Linked DNA regions of Sus scrofa: regions 1, 2 and 4 are each linked to region 3. The links are chromatin contacts, called in public Hi-C maps. All regions are on one chromosome and are shown on one strand. The core of a region is the stretch at or near the end of the contact, and the rest is flanking DNA. Distances in the headings are between cores, read along the strand shown. Region 1 overlaps THADA (thyroid adenoma-associated protein). Region 2 overlaps LOC106509841 (a long non-coding RNA gene). Region 3 overlaps THADA (thyroid adenoma-associated protein). Region 4 has its middle 180 kb from the start of ZFP36L2.

Region 1 (4,081 bases), core at 834-3,333, 160 kb after region 3:
CATTCTGATTTTAAGAACTTCTCCACAAGGGTTACATAAGACCTGTACTCATTTCTCAGTCTCAAAAAACACGCACTTACCAACTTTGCCTAAAGAACCAGATTGAATGTTCTAGAAACAACTGTGGAAAATGTATGAATGGTACCTCTAGACCATATCAAAACACTGGGGCTCTTAGCTTAATTTCAAATTATTTGAATCAAAACTAGGGTTATTGTTGTTAAAATCAGCTAAATTTGTTAAATGTTCTAGCTAGGCTTGCTGTGAGTTAAAAGTACCCATTAACTTTATTTCCAGCACTAGCTATGTGACCTTGAGCACCTCAATTTTCACATCTGCTGAATGAGAATGGAACTAGATGGCTTCTTAGGTGCACTCAAATATAAAAACTATAAAATACACTAAACTGTAATAAATGAAATATAATATAATAGTGGTTATTACTATAATGTTTATTAAATATATGAATGAAAAATATAAGCAGTGGTTTGGAAAAACTTTAGGTTCAGGCTGAAAGACAGCATACCATAGACAAAGATGATCACAAAACCCCAATATCCTCTCCCTCGAGCATCAAACTACCATGAAATACAAGTTTTACAGAGATAAATGTCTTACTTGCCACAATAATCTCCTACTGGGATAATTAAAGGGTCTTAAAATCAACCTGCCACATGGGAGTTGTTTGAGTCCCAGTCCACAATGAGACATTGGGTCAAGTGCCTCATTTCCCACAGTCTCACAATGTAAAATCTAAAGCCAGACTCAAAACAGTGACTCACCGCTCATCAGGAGCTGTGTGTATTGGGTGAGCAAATCCGCATGTGCTCTACAGATGCAGCTGGATTTGGGTTCTAGTTCTGCCTCTTTCTGGCTGTACGACATCGGGCGGACCACGTGATCTCACCAACCTTGATTTACTCCTCTATAAAATTAGGATGGCTCTACTCATGCTGCAGGGCTGTGATGAAGCCTAAATTTGACACCCATGAAGGGTTTGGCACGTACCAAGCACGCAAACAGACACTAAGGATATGCTTCCCCCTTCCACAACGTCTCCCTTTTACATGTGTGGAACAGAAACTTCAGTGCAGTAGATAACTGATATATTCTTCATCAGACCATTGGTTTCCCTGGGGCCAGGAGTATGTCTATTTCATCCTTGGATCTCAGTGCCCAGCAGAAGGCCTGGCAAAGAGTGAAAATGCAATATAAATTCTTGTTAAATGGAGGAAACGAGAATACTTCGGGGCTGAGGATGTTAAGATTATCCTGGCCACAGTCAAAAGAAAATTCTGATCTTCAGTCTGGCCAAATAGGCAACTGCTACAAACTACTATGTAGTTCAAAGCAAATAAGCTATTCTGAATTCTAATAATTACATTCTCTAACATAAAAACCTCGTTGCCCTACAGCTCTCAATTTTAGCTTCAAGAATCCAATTCTTTCCTAAACAATGGAGTGGGTAACCACAAAAACTTGTGGAATCTCTTTTCCTAGAAAACATGAAAAACAGGAGAGAAGCCAGTCTGTCTGGAAATTGCTTCAAAATCTGTCTATAAGCAGGGGCTGGACTAGACTAGATGTCCCTTGGAGGATCCTTCCAGAACCACAGCACTAAGATGTTAAGAGAAATAATTAAAACAATTCTCTGTTATTTATACCCAGGAAAACAAAACAAATACAATTTAACATCTCCTAACACAGTCATTAGAAATAATTTTATTTGGACCCAGTGATGCTTTTATAAACATTTTCCTCTTAAATTGTACTAAACCATCCTAAACTATTAATTTGAATATGAGCTCTGGCTAACAAGACAGAATAGAGATTGTACTAGTCTGTCAATGAAAACTAGATTATTATTCTTTTGTTCCTCTTTTTTAACCTACCTGTTTCCATGTACCCCAAATCTACTCATCCCCAAAGCTTTATAAGAAATACCGTTCCCTTCAAGCACTCCACTCAACTCTCCCACTGATGAATTTCTTCTGCATCCATTACTCATACCATATTGTGCAGCTGAATAGTATATATTGTCTTCTATTTCTACCTGCTTCACAAATAATGATTCTTGCTTCCTCAGCTAAAAGGTAAGCTCCTTGAGCAAGGTCCAAGTTTTATATTTTTCATGTACTCCTCTACTGTGTCAATAATGAGTTCAAGGCAAATGCTTACAAATTCTTACCGGTTGACTGACTGATTTAAAATGAAGAGCAAGCAAGAGCAAAAGAACACTCTGTACATTGAGCACCTGCACAAAGCTTTAACAAAGTCTACAATAAAGCTTTTCAGACTATCTATATACTGTTACCTGTCGCTTACCTGGGACTAGAACAAAATCTGTCTATAAGCAGGGGCTGGACTAGACTGGGGCTGATGGGAAAGATCTAGAGTGAAAGATCACATTGGTTTAGCTCCCATCTGAAAGGAAAGAGGAACTAGCAAGGTGCGCAAGGTGCGCCCACTCCCACTGCAGAGGAAGGCTATCTAGGGAAGCCCAGCACACTCCTCAGATCACAGAGCTATGCAGCTTCTGACCCTACAAAGGATCCATTATTCATTCTGTCATACCAAGCCAGTCAGGGGAAAAAAAAAAAAAAAAAAAGGAGAGGAGCTTTAGGAAAAGACAATGTAATAACATTATTGAAAACAAACAAGTGAAATGTATGTTTTCTCATTCTTCATAATCCCAAAGACACATCTGGAACAAGACTAATGCACTCTAGAGTTCAATCACTATGAGTGTACCGTACGCACTTTTAAGTAGGGGTGCAGAACCCCTGCTCCTTTCTTTATATGTGAAAAGGGAACTTCTTGTCTCTACTACCAAGCAGGCACTGTTCTAGGCACTGGGAAAATAGCAGTTTACCAAACTCACAATTCTAGTAACAATTACAGAAAGCCTTCGCTTAGTATTTTATAGAAATATAAGACCTCAAGGATAGTCCAAGTCTCTTAGAGGAGAAAGCCAAAGCCAGAGAGGTTAACTTGTCTCAGCTGGTTATTGTGGCTATATGGCAACAAAACAGAAACCAGAGTTCTTATCTCTCCTCCTCTAGTAACAAAATTTGCTTCTTCATTAAGCAAGTATTCTGTTTGCCCATTACATGCCAGACACTATGCTAGGCACCAGGTGTAAAAAAGAAAGGATAAGATACTGACCCAGTACTCCAAAAGCACAGTGTAACTGTAAGACAATGGGATGGGTAAAATACTAGAAGTGGTAACAGAAAAAGCAAACTATGTATCTCTAATGGCACAGGACTTCCAATATTTTTCAGGAAAATGAACTGTTAAAACTTTGTTTTATCCTCCCTATAGCCCTCTTAGTACAGAACAGATCTTATTATTCCTGTTCTATAGATGGAGAAATTGAAGAGCAGAGCGGATAAGGGAGTCTATTAAGGTCATCTCCAGGGGCAGCAAAATGCTTAGAAACCAAGTCTGTTTACTCCAAGATAGACCTTTTTCTCCCCCACTAGATGGGAAAGGCAGATGTTCTTTTTATGTCTAGTTCCCTTCTGATCAAGAGCACATATTTGCAAGACTGTGTGCAGAACCATCTGTGGCTGTGAACGTAGACTCCACTGACCTAGGCGGTGTCATCAGCTGAGTTTAGTTATTCAGTGGTTGAGGAACCAGTCAACAAGGCATCATTATCACTAGCATTCTTACAGTGCCCACCATATATACACAGACTAGAAGGAAAAGGCTCCACCCTCAGGGAGTTAATATTGTAGGGGACAGGTATATAAACATTTTGACCAAAAGTGGCATAATTAAATAAACTACAGCTAAAAGAACCATAACAAATAATGGCAAGTGTAAGACACTCAAAGTTTCGCAAAGCAAATCCAGTGGATGCTGCCAAGAAATATACCCTTTAAGGATTAAACAGAGAATAAAAGCATTGTCTATGTAATGAGATATACCAACCTTCAGATTACTGAAATAAAAACTCTTACCAAAGATGCTCATCACATTAAAAAATTAACTTCTTAATGCCTTCATTTCACTTTTTAGCTTTTACTCAAAACAATTACGTGACTATTCCATTTCCCTCTTTCTAGGAAAGCTA
Region 2 (3,614 bases), core at 538-3,037, 130 kb before region 3:
TGTGTCCTCTTGGCCTCAGAGGAGTTCGGGTCTCCAGCACTCTTGTCTCAGCTCTGCTCAGTCCCACCCCATGACCAGGGAGTGTGTTCCTGCGGGGCCCAGCCCTGTGCTGGGTGCTGTGGACCTGCCCCTGGAGGCTCGCCGCTCTGCACGGACAGACGAGCAGCCTGCCCGTGAGCTGCCAGCAACACAGCGCTGCAGCAAATCCCCAAAGACCTTCCTGGACCTGGGCTCAGGCACCAGGACCTCGTCCTCCTGCTCAGGGACCCCAAGAGCTCGTCCTATCCTGCGTGGTGACCCCTGGCCCCAGCCCTGGCTGTTGTTTCGGTGGCAGGAAAGCCTCTCGCCCGAAGCTCAATGTCCTGCCTGCGCTCAGCGGATGACTAACCTGCCCCTCCTCAGCCTGGCACTTCCAGCCCCTCCTTCTGGCTCCGCCTGAGTCAGAGGCCCGTCAGCTTCTGATGCCCCTGAGGCCCAGCAGATTTGGGTGGGAAGGCTGTGTCCTATGCCAGGGCCTGAGGAGACGGGCCAGGCCCTCACTCCTCACTGGCCTGACCTTTTAGCAGGAACTTCTAAGCATTCTTTGATCTCGAAATGCCACATGTGCGTACACACACACACACACACACACACGCACCCCCATTCACATTCAGCCACACTCTTACTAGAGATGAAATAGTGCAGGTGCCAGGCTGAACCAGAACAGTCTTGTGGGGTGTGGCCTCCTGGCCTCTCCTGCAGAGGCCCCAACACCTCCTGGTACCAGAGAGCAGGACCAGAGGCCTGGGAAAGGGGTCTGTGCCTCTGGCTCCCTCCCTAGAACAGGCACAGATACTGGCTGCTGAGGGGACTCGATCCTTCGAATATGCCTCAGCACTACAGTCCTCTCTCTCTTGCACACAAACACATACCCCTAGACTCCTCCTCTGCAGCACTTCAAAGCCTCCCCCCACTACACTAGCCTCACAATAAAAGTAGCCAAAGAGTTCCCGTTGTGGCTCAGTGGTAAACGAATCCGACTAGGATCCACGAGGAAGCGGGTTGAATCCCTGGCCTCACTCAGTGGGTTAAGGATCCGGTGTTGCTGTGAGCGGTGGTGTAGGTTGCAGACGTGGCTCAGATCTTGCATTGCTGTGGCTGTGGTGTAGGCTGGCAGCTACAGCTCCAATTCGAACCCTAGCCTGGGAACCTCCATATGCAAAACCTTGACCCCTGACTCAATCTTGGGAAGCCATGGTCAAGCCCTGGGGATTTCTGCTCCTGGTTCTGCCCTAATGGGCCCCCTCCCTGGCTGGACTTGGCAGTGGCTGCGTGGCCAGCCCCGCATCTTCCCGAAGCCAGTTCCCGTCCCAGCACACAGAGGCACAAGCTGGGCTCCACGCCGCTTTCCAGGATCAGTCTGAGGGCTTAGGTTTGGGGTGTTTCATTTTCTTCTGTCTTTACCCCCATGTATACCCCATTGGCTCTGCCTGAAAAACACCCTCCCTCCCACCTCCCTGAGTCAGCTCTCAGCATCTGAGCACTACTAGCCAGCCTTGTTCAGGTGAGGAAACTGCAGCTGAGCAAGGCTACATACAGAGGGACAGAGGGATGCGTTTCTATCCATATTTCAACATTCACTTGGGTACCACCTTCCTGGGACTCCCCCGTTCCTGAGCGCCCCTGCCCTCGCCCTGGCCAGTGCCCCCCTCCCCCGGGGACAGGACGAGCAGACCTCTAGCCTAGAGCCCCTGCCCCCTGGAGTGAGTTCTGTTGAGCTTGTTACTTCAGCCCCGGAGCACTGATGTGTGCCCTTCTCCTGTGTCACTGGCCCCGTGAGAGCAGGTGGGCGGGCCCAGGTCTGAGTCACTGCCCAGCTCTGAGCCCGGCAAGCTGGCCGTGCAGGTAACCCTTTGCTGCCTGGGGAAGCTGACCAGAGGAAGGCCGGTCTGGGCCCTCGTCCCACTTTCCGGCCACGTCTCCCCCCTGCACCCCATCCCTGCATTTCTCCCTGTCCAGCTCTTTTCCCAGGAAGAGAGTGGCAAGCCCCTGCCCTGCTCTCAGGATGGGCCTTGCTGATGGGAGGTAGAATCTGTGCCGGGCTGAACATGCGACAGGGGTGGTGCTGGTCCCCCCAGGAGCTCCTCTGGCTTGAGTGGGCCCAGCGTGCACCTGAAGACAGGGAGCCCTGGCTCAGCACCCTGGGTCACTTCTCGGTGGCCACTTCAGTTTGTGCGTCCACTTGGGGGGGAGGGGACTCAGCCATCAGCCCGATGCCATGTTTATTTAAGGGGCACCGAGTTAAAAATAGCCTGAGTGCCCCAAGAGCAGGCAGCAGGCTCGGTGACCTCTGGCTCAGACAGAGAGAGGGATTCCAGGAGCTCTGAGACCTGTCCTCACCTCCGAGCCCTCTGTCGGCTCCCCCTCCCGCAGATAGACTTGTGCCTCTGTCAAGTGTCACACACACCCCAGCGTGGCGGGATGGCACCAGCGACATGTTTCGTGCGCTTCACAGACTGCAGGGTTTTGCGGCAGAGAAGCCTGAACTTTAGACCTGGCAGGGACCCCAAGGGGGGATTACTCTACAACTGCCCCATCAACACCCCCCATTTTGTGGCAGTTGGGGGGGTGGGGTGGCTGGAGTTCGCAGCGTAACGACGGGCTCAAGGTCGTGCAGAGCAAGACGACAGTCCGGGACTCTTGGCTCCCAATTCGGGACGCTGTCCGCCGCGTTACATCACGCCCATCATGTTTTATTACACAACGTTCAAATGTATTTTGTTCTTTCGTCTTACGTTATGTAATGCCAGGTAGGCAGGAATGGGGGTGGGGAGGGGCGTGGGGAAGTCCTTGGATGGAGGAGGTGACAAAAAGGCCATTAAGACGAAAGTACAGCAGTGAGCCTTTATCTTCCCCCACCCAGATCAGGCCCTGGCTCCCCACCTGAGTCCGCTCCCCTCCGTCAGGTGTAGTGGGTGCGGCTCAGCACCCAGTGCCCTAATTAGCACCTGTTGACAGTTTCTGGTTTGTGTGTTATCACCTTGGGTCCTCTTATCTTTATCAGAGCCAAAGGTTGATTGGAGCATTCTGGCTCAAGCTCAAAGCAACTTCACTCTGATTCCACGAAGCATTTATAACCGCTGTGAATAACAGCCCTCTTTCCTCAAGATAGCAGCCGGACCTGTCCGAGAGATGCCCTGTGGAGTCTTTGGGGGGGGTTGTTTGTTTGTTTTGCTTTTTAGGGCCGCAGCCACGGCACATGGAGGTTCCCAAGCTAGGGATCGAATCAGAGTTGTAGCTGCCAGCCTATGCCACAGCCACAGCAACGAAGGATCTAAGCCTCATCTGTGACCCACACCACAGCTCACAGCAACGCCGGATCCTTAACCCACTGAGCGAGGCCAGGGATCGAACCTACCACCTCATGGTTCCTAGTTGGTTTCATTTCTGCTGCACAACAACGGGAACTCATGGAGTCTTTGGTTTGATCCCCACCATGTCCACCGAGACGGGAGTGCAGAGCCCTCCCCACAGCTGGGAGAGGACGTGATGCCAGTCCTGACCCCCAGTCTCGGGCACCCCACAGTGATGCCCCAGGCACCGGAACCTGCCAGAACCCCCTACCAGGGGCTACA
Region 3 (3,965 bases), core at 772-3,271:
TTCACAGCTATTCATACCAGTTTGATTTTCAAAAAGTCAACATAATCTGAAAAGATGCATATTAATCTAAATAGCCTTAATAAGGGCACTCTGGAAAACAATGTGGATGATATCATTACCACATAATTATGGATACAGTGGAGTTTCACCACAAGAGCATTTAGGTGAATTTAACTTTACTCAGCAAACAGAGAGAAAGGGATTGAAAAATAACAATTAAAAGAGCGAGGGCAGTTTCATCTGACATTCCAAGCACTGAGCATATCCCCAGAGGGTGGCTGTGTGGTTACCTCAGACCAGTGGTTCTCAAAGGCTGGTGCGCTCACCTCCAGAGCTCCTGGCTCAGGATGTCTAGGGCAGGGCCCCCCAACCTCATCTCTAGCCAATTCTGGGGCGATGCTGATGTGCTGATGCAGGGACCACACTTCTCAGACCACCTGAGATCATCCGCGCTTCTTGGAGTGTAAACAGCTTGCCGTGCTGAACGTGTCTAATTCTAGTGCTGAACGGTGTTTGTTTTTGTATATCAGGGCTCCTCATCATGTCAACCCCTTCATCTAGGGCTCAACCAAGAGGCTCCTGAATAGTATACAGTTCCTGGCCTTCGCTGGTTATGTCACAAACCAAGATAGCCTCATTGCTTTGTGCTGAACTGGCCAAAATTAATGGGGCCAGAGGGAGTTGGTGTACAGGCCCCGAGGGACACTGTTTTCTTGGCCCCCGCAGAGACCGTTATGGGAGAAGCTAAAACCCCAGTAATCACAGCAAAATTGTTCTACTTAGAAAGAGGCCAATCAAACAGAAAAAAACAGTTTCACTGCCACACTGGGGACGCTGTATAAATGGCCAGGGTATGGACCGTGCCACTCTGGTGGTCGCTTGCCATTGAGCCTCAGAGGCAGGTTCTTGATTCTACCTTTCCTGTGCTGTCTCCTTGAATGATTGAGTGAACAAATGAATGAATTTCTCTCTCGCATATGGTAATGACTCAGAATTCTCTGATCCCGCTAGATCAGGAAACGTCTGTAGAAGTTTCGGACAAATGAATGAATGAATGAATTTCTCTCTCACATATGGTAATGACTCGGAATTCTCCGATCCCGCTCGATCAGGAAACGTCTGTAGAAGCCCCCCCCACCCCCACCCCTTTACTCTCCTTAAAAAAAGTGAGAGAATACAAAGTGGATTTTACTTTTAAGGCACAGTGAGACGGTCAGCTTTTTCTATTTCAAAGAACTGGAGCTCTGGTCAGAGAGATCTGGTAATCAGACCCAACAAATGTTCTTATCTGGACCAGTTGATAAACTGGTTCTAAAAATAATCAGAGATGATAGTTTGTACACTCTGTGCTGTTAATGGTCTGTTATGCAATTTCTCAGTATAAAAAAAAAACACAATTATGTTTGGAGAGGAGAGGAAACCATAGGAACTACAACAACAACAACACCACAAATCGAGTGATTTAATACATCTTGGCTTCTCCTTATCGAAGGGAAATTCCAATTCTTCTACTTAATCCTCTGCTCCTCCTGGTGAACAGTAATCCTGACCTGAAGGGCCCTTCCAGTCACAGACAAGGAGAAGGACCTGGCGGAAGCGTTTGGAGACTCGCTCCGTCTTGAGAAGCACCCTGAACGGGTGCCGGCTGTTTACGTCTTGCCTACTTTCTGGGTCTCTGAACCCCTTCTGCCCTGCGTACGGGCATGGCCCCGACACACACATCCCTCTGAAAACACTCCCTCCTTCCCCTGCCCCAGCAGATTCTCCAAGTACTTTTTTAGGCACCAAACGCCTTATCTGCTCTTGAGGAAGGAGGATGAGCTTCTGAAAATACTATTTGAAGACTACTTGGTCAACCCAAAAATAACAACAGTCCCTGTGGCTTGGGAGATGGAGTCCGAAGAGTTCTGAAGGGATTTGGGTAGGCTAAAAATGAGCTCACCAGGCCCTGGGTGGGACCAGCAGTTTTCACTTCTTGCCTCCACCCACCATCCCATCCTTGCCTCTGCCCAACACAGGGAGGAAGTCAGGAAATACTTGTGGATAAACACATGACAACCCGAAGACACAAACATAAAATTACTTCTTAGCATACACTGCTTTGGGTTCTTTGTCAGCGAATTGCTCCCAAGGACAAGATTGAGAAATCAGCAACTTCTGTATCATCACAGCTTAGACACCCCCCCATTTCATTTAACCTCTTCCCCACAAAGGATCTGGGGCTTCCCTTTTGCCCTTCGGCAATGAGATACGGTGTGAAACCTTTTTGAGAGTCTCAGTGGCTGGGAAGATTCTTTTAAATAAGTGGGGCTTACCTCTGCCGACGCACCTGTAATGAGTGGCTAGGACTGCTGATCTCAGTGTCTTGCCAGCGCTACAGTTTATAGTTCTGGAAGAAACAGTCTCTAAGACTGAAGAGGTTTCTGGTGCCACTGGCCTACATCAATGTGGGAATGACGCCACAAGGTACAATCTACAGCTGGCAAATCCAACAGAATCTGGTTGCACTGGCATGCGGTTTAGTGTGCCATCAAGTACATTCTGCCAGATGGGCACTGGAGGAGAGCCTGGGAGTAAGCGTAGCTGGCCATGGGACCAGCAGAAGTTCTGATGAGATGACCGACCATTCGTTTTGGTACCAATTTTACTTCCTAATACCTGCTTGTCTTCCTATGCTAGATTTTTTCTTTCTTATAATGTTACTTTCCATGGGGTTTTCACAGTTTTTTTTTTTTTCTCTTTCTTTCAGGTGACCTTTACCCCAATGCTCTGAGGGTACCATCCCCACTTTACAACTGAGGAACCAAGAAGTTTCAAAGCAAAGTGATGAAGGTGATAGTTCTTTTAGCCCATGCAAGTTTAACCACTATAGGAATTGCCCTTTGCCATAAACAACTAACAGCTATAAACTAGACAAACGTGTGAAATTATTGTTTTTAAACATCAGACATGGGCAGTCCAGGACCATGGCCCCCGAGAGAAGAAAGCAACACATAAGGTGAGACTTCTAGTTGCCCCAGACTACTAAGCAGGGGCACCTTCCCTCCCGGCACAGACAGGGAGAACCCAGAGCCCAGAGGTCTTGCTGAGTCAGAACGATTGGATATTCATATGAAAAATAACAAAAAGAACTTCAGGAGTTCCCATTGTGGCTCAGTGGAAATGAATCTGACTAGCATCCCTTAGGACGCAAGTTTAACAAGTTTAATCCCTGGCCTTGCTCAGTAGGTTAAGGATCCGGTGTTGCTGAGAGCTGTAGTGTAGGTCGAAGATGTGGCTCAGATCCTGCGTTGCTGTGGCTGTGGCGTAGGCTGGCAGCTGCAGCTCCAATCTGACCCTTAGCCTAGGAACCTCCATATGCCATGGGTGAGGCCCTAAAAAGACAAAGAAAAAAAAAAAAAAAGAAAAACTTCAACCTTATCTCATGACATACATGAACATTAGCCCAAAGTGGATCACAGATCTAAACGTAAAACTTTAAAAATCAAACTTCAGAAGAAAACCTGAGAGACTGTCTTTGTGACCTTGGGATAGGCAAAGACTTCTTTACTAGGGCACAAAAGGCATAAAACAGGAGTTCTCAGGTGGCCTAGTGGTTGAAGGATCTGGCGTTGTCATTGCTGTGGCACAGGTTTGACCCCGGCCCAGAAACCTCCACATGCCTCAGGCGCAGCAAAAAAAAAAAAAAAAAAAGCATAAAAGACAAAGGAAAAACTGATAAATCGGACTTCATCAAAATTAAAAACATAAGCTCTTCAAAAGACATTGTTAAGAAAAAAGACCTGCTGTGTAGCACTGAAAACTACGTCTAGATACTTACAATGGAGCACGACAATGGGAGAAAAAACTATGTGTACATGTATGTGTAACTGGGTCCCCATGCTGTACAGTGGAAAAAAAAAAAGTGAGTTGGGGGAAATAACAATAAAAAATAAATTAAAGAAAAGAAAAAAGACAAGCAACAG
Region 4 (3,533 bases), core at 825-3,324, 250 kb before region 3:
AAAAGCAGAAACAGAAAATGCTCTTCTTCTTGTTGGGAATGAGGAGCAGAGCCCCAGAGAATGCGGGGAAGGTAGAGGGCTGCAGTGGAGAAACAGCAGGCTGGTGGCTGGTTCATCCACAGCTGAAGGGAGGCAGCGGCCATGGGGGCAAGGTCTTGGCCCAGAAGTCTGGGGGGCCCTGGACGGGGCCCAGCTCTGCTACCAGCTGGAGGCCCTGGCTGATGGGAAGCAGCCTCTCCTGTGGTGGTCTGTGCTGCTGTTCAGCCAGGGCCATTGGGGAGAACAAATGGGGTACTCCCCTCACCCTGTGTCGTGTGGAAAAGGCACTTGTCGAAGGGAGTGCGGTCGAGGATGGCGCCCACCTCAGGATGGGAGGCTGTATTGGTTTCCTGTCGCTCCTGTGACAGCTCACCACGAACTTAGTGGTTTAAAATAATCCGCATTTATTTTACAGTCCTGGGGACCACAAGTCCAAAATCAGCCTCACCAAGCTAAAGTCAAGGGATTGGCAGTGCTGTGTGCCTTTTGGAGGCTCTAGGGGAAATGGGTCTCCTTGCCTTTTCCAGATTCTAGAAGCTGCCTGCATCCCTTGGCTTGGGGCCCCTTCCTCCTTCGTGCTGTCACATCGCCTTTCTATTGCTTTGGCCTCTTGCCTCCCTCTGGGAAGGACCCTGGTGATTACCCTGGACCCTCCCAGATAATCCAGGACAGTCTCCTCATCTCAAGCTCCTTGACATGATCACATCTGCCAAGTCCTTTTGGCTGTGAGGTTAACATTTGTTCACAGGTTCTGGGGAGTAGATATGTGGGCCTCTTTTGGGGCCACTGTTTTGTCTACTACCTAGAGAAATCACAGACAAGCTGGCCAAAGTGGGTAACAGTCTTTTTAAATTTTTTATTGGAATATGGCTGACTTACAAAATTGTGTTAATTTCAGGTGTACGACAAAGTAAATTAATTACACATATACATATATCAGTTCCTTTTGACATTCCTTTTTTTTTCTCTTCTTTTTTAGGACAGCCCCTGGGGCATATGGACGTGCCCAGGTTACTGGTTGAATCAGAGCTATAGCTGCTGGCCTACACCATAACCATAGAAACGTGGGATCCGAGCTGCCTCTGTGGCATACACCGCAGCTTGTGGCCATGCAGGATCCTTAACCTGCTGAGCAAGGCGCAGGGATGGAACCTGTGTCCTCATGGATACTATTTGGGCTCTTAACCCTCTGTGCCACAACGGGAACTCCCCCTTTGGATATTCTTGATCCTCCTGCGGTTTCACTGAGGCACCAGTGGGACCCTCACTCCTGCCGAGGAGCCATCTGGTCCTGACGTCTCGTCTGGCGGATTGAGCCCCAGGAACCAGGGTGCGCTGGCTGCCTAAAGGGCCTTTCCTTTCTGCCTGCCTTCCCGGCAGCCCCTGGCCAGGCACCAGCTATGACCTCAGCCCACACTGACCCTTCGGTTCCCCCCTCACCCCCTCCCAGCCTGCTCCAGATCCAGCCTCCGGCCCTGTCCATGCTCCCAGAACACCCCGCGTGACTCGGTTCCTGTTCTGTCACAGCCCCTACTCCCTGCCCCAGAGGCACCTGGGCTCCAGGCTGCCCATCCGCCACCCAGCCCTCTCCACACGTGTGAAAACCACACGCATGGGCGCTCTGCAGCTCCCCGCAGGAAAGCCCAGCCGCAAGACCCAGAGCAGAGGAGAGGGGACACACACAAGCGTGCAGGCCAGTGCCAGGGTTTGGGGATGGGGGGCGGGGATCCAATGGAACAACGGGCCTCCCGGATGCTGTATCAAGCCAAACTCCCCAGCAGAGTCAGCACCACATCTGGAATTAAGCTGGAAATTCCAATTGCTCTCTGCTGCTAAAAAAAAAATGTGTCAAATCTTCCCAGAGATTTTGTGGAAGTGGGAAGCGCTGCGGGGCGGTGGAGGGGAGGGGGGAGCGCTCCCTCCACAGGACCCGTGAGCTTTGGGGAAATCCAGATGTCACAATGTGTCCACAGCCCTCTGGCTGATGGCTCCCCCAGCCTCCCTCATCTGTGCTCCCTGCCCCGTGAAAATTAAAGACGCCTGGAGCAGGGGAGGGGCTGTTTCGCTTCTCCCAAGGACCCACACGTCCGTTCATGTAAGCGCATGTGAGACTGTGACTTTTTTTGATAGGGATTGAGTTATTTTTTCCTGGAGAGGAAAACGTTGACATGCCTTTGGTGGATCGTCCGCCCAGAAATTTCCAATGCATGAAGAAGCTGTGCTCTTCCCTTTGCTCTAACACACACACACACACACACACACACACACACACGCACACACCTTCCAAAGGCCCAGAACTCACTGTGTGGTCTGAGCCCCTTCAGGGCCTCGCTGCACTGCTAGCCCAGCCCCAACCAGTGCGGGATGGGGATTCCATAGAGCTGGGTCTGCAGGGCCAGGGAAGCTTGGACCACTTGCTCGTTCTCAATCTCTAGGCAAGTGGATGAATTTCCTGTTACTGCTGTAACAAATCACCACAAGCTGAGTGACTTCAACAACACAAATATATTCTCTTACAATTCTGGAAGTCGGAAGTCCAAAATCAGCCTCGCTGGGCTAACGTCAAAGCATCTCCAGGGGAAAATCCATTTCCTTATCTTTTTTCACATCTAGAGGCTACCTCTATTCCTTGGCTTATGGCCCCTCCCTTCTATAGCAAGCATCCTCTCGGGTCCTTACCCAGAGCATCAGAGGGTCTGTCTCCCCAGGCCTCTTCCCGTTCTGATACTAACATCCTAGGTCTCTGGGACCTTGGGGGAAATGGGCCCGGCCCCTCCCCACTCTCCTCTTTGCTGAATCTCTGGGGCTCGTATTGTCTCTTTTTGTCCTCTTCCTCCAGCCCAGGAGTCTGACATCCCAGGCTGGGGCTTTTGCCCCTCAGTTTCATTCTCAACAAGTGAAGAATTCATCCCAGCCCCAACTTAGTTTAGGATCTGAATTATACTTTTCTCCAAGGCAGGGCTCTCGACTGCCCAGCTGTCATGCGGGGGCCAAGGATCCTGATCCCGATTCAAGGATGTTGGGTGGGTATCCAAGACGTCCAAATGGAGGGGCAGGGATGCGGGTACCCTTCCTGGCAGTGGTCCTTACCAGCCTGACCTCCCAGAGCTCAGGCCACCCGGTCACAGCGTGACATTGAAAGTCCCTCGCCAGGGAGAGAGGGATGAGGCTGACCCAGCCTGGGTAGTCCCATGGGACCCAATAGTACAGACTGGTGTCCTTGGTGGCCTCCCGAGTAAAGAGCCTCTTTGAGCCAGACCTTCCTTCTTCCTTTTCTTTCTTCCTTTCCCTCCCTTCCTTTTTGTCTGACCCAGTGCCTGGTCCTTTGTCAGGCACAGGATAAGAGCTGGAAGGGCTCGGTCCCCCAGCCTGTGAGAAGCACTGCCCACAGCCCCTCCCAAGCAGTGAGAGTTCCCAAGTGTGGAAGCCAAATGGGGCTGCCCGAGGTGCCAGGAGGGCTTCCTGGGGCTGGTGGTGCTGCATTTTCCACCCTC

What was found. A called contact is a pair of places that touch in the nucleus more often than the background predicts.
Region 1: a contact with region 3 is called in a Hi-C map of omental adipose tissue, with 2.8 times the contacts expected there. The contact joins two enhancer-like sites. A contact is called at or near these places in 1 of 5 promoter capture datasets (liver), 11 of 47 Hi-C or Micro-C datasets (alveolar macrophages, embryonic fibroblasts, epiblast stem cells and 6 more) and 2 of 2 datasets of contacts at active chromatin or transcription factors (alveolar macrophages and skeletal muscle).
Region 2: a contact with region 3 is called in a Hi-C map of liver, with 2.0 times the contacts expected there. The contact joins two enhancer-like sites. A contact is called at or near these places in 2 of 47 Hi-C or Micro-C datasets (heart right ventricle and liver).
Region 4: a contact with region 3 is called in a Hi-C map of liver, with 6 times the contacts expected there. The contact joins two enhancer-like sites. A contact is called at or near these places in 2 of 47 Hi-C or Micro-C datasets (heart right ventricle and liver) and 2 of 2 datasets of contacts at active chromatin or transcription factors (alveolar macrophages and skeletal muscle).

What each region holds. Positions count from the first base shown.
Region 1 is chr3:96,973,988-96,978,068 of Sscrofa11.1, reverse strand. The region is part of intron 28 of THADA (thyroid adenoma-associated protein); the gene reads right to left. Among named protein-coding and RNA genes, the nearest start is that of THADA, 100 kb to the right of the region's middle. Within about 2 kb of position 2,083, at least 9 of the 83 cell types and tissues checked have an H3K27ac peak or open chromatin away from gene starts, as enhancers often do. A contact at or near this core is called in omental adipose tissue, where this site is marked.
Region 2 is chr3:97,257,909-97,261,522 of Sscrofa11.1, reverse strand. The region is part of intron 2 of LOC106509841 (a long non-coding RNA gene); the gene reads right to left. Among named protein-coding and RNA genes, the nearest start is that of ZFP36L2, 59 kb to the right of the region's middle. Within about 2 kb of position 1,787, at least 27 of the 83 cell types and tissues checked have an H3K27ac peak or open chromatin away from gene starts, as enhancers often do. A contact at or near this core is called in liver, where this site is marked.
Region 3 is chr3:97,129,452-97,133,416 of Sscrofa11.1, reverse strand. The region is part of intron 33 of THADA (thyroid adenoma-associated protein); the gene reads right to left. Among named protein-coding and RNA genes, the nearest start is that of ZFP36L2, 69 kb to the left of the region's middle. Within about 2 kb of position 2,021, at least 31 of the 83 cell types and tissues checked have an H3K27ac peak or open chromatin away from gene starts, as enhancers often do. A contact at or near this core is called in liver, omental adipose tissue and skeletal muscle, where this site is marked.
Region 4 is chr3:97,379,647-97,383,179 of Sscrofa11.1, reverse strand. No RefSeq gene overlaps it. Among named protein-coding and RNA genes, the nearest start is that of ZFP36L2, 180 kb to the right of the region's middle. Within about 2 kb of position 2,074, at least 25 of the 83 cell types and tissues checked have an H3K27ac peak or open chromatin away from gene starts, as enhancers often do. A contact at or near this core is called in liver and skeletal muscle, where this site is marked.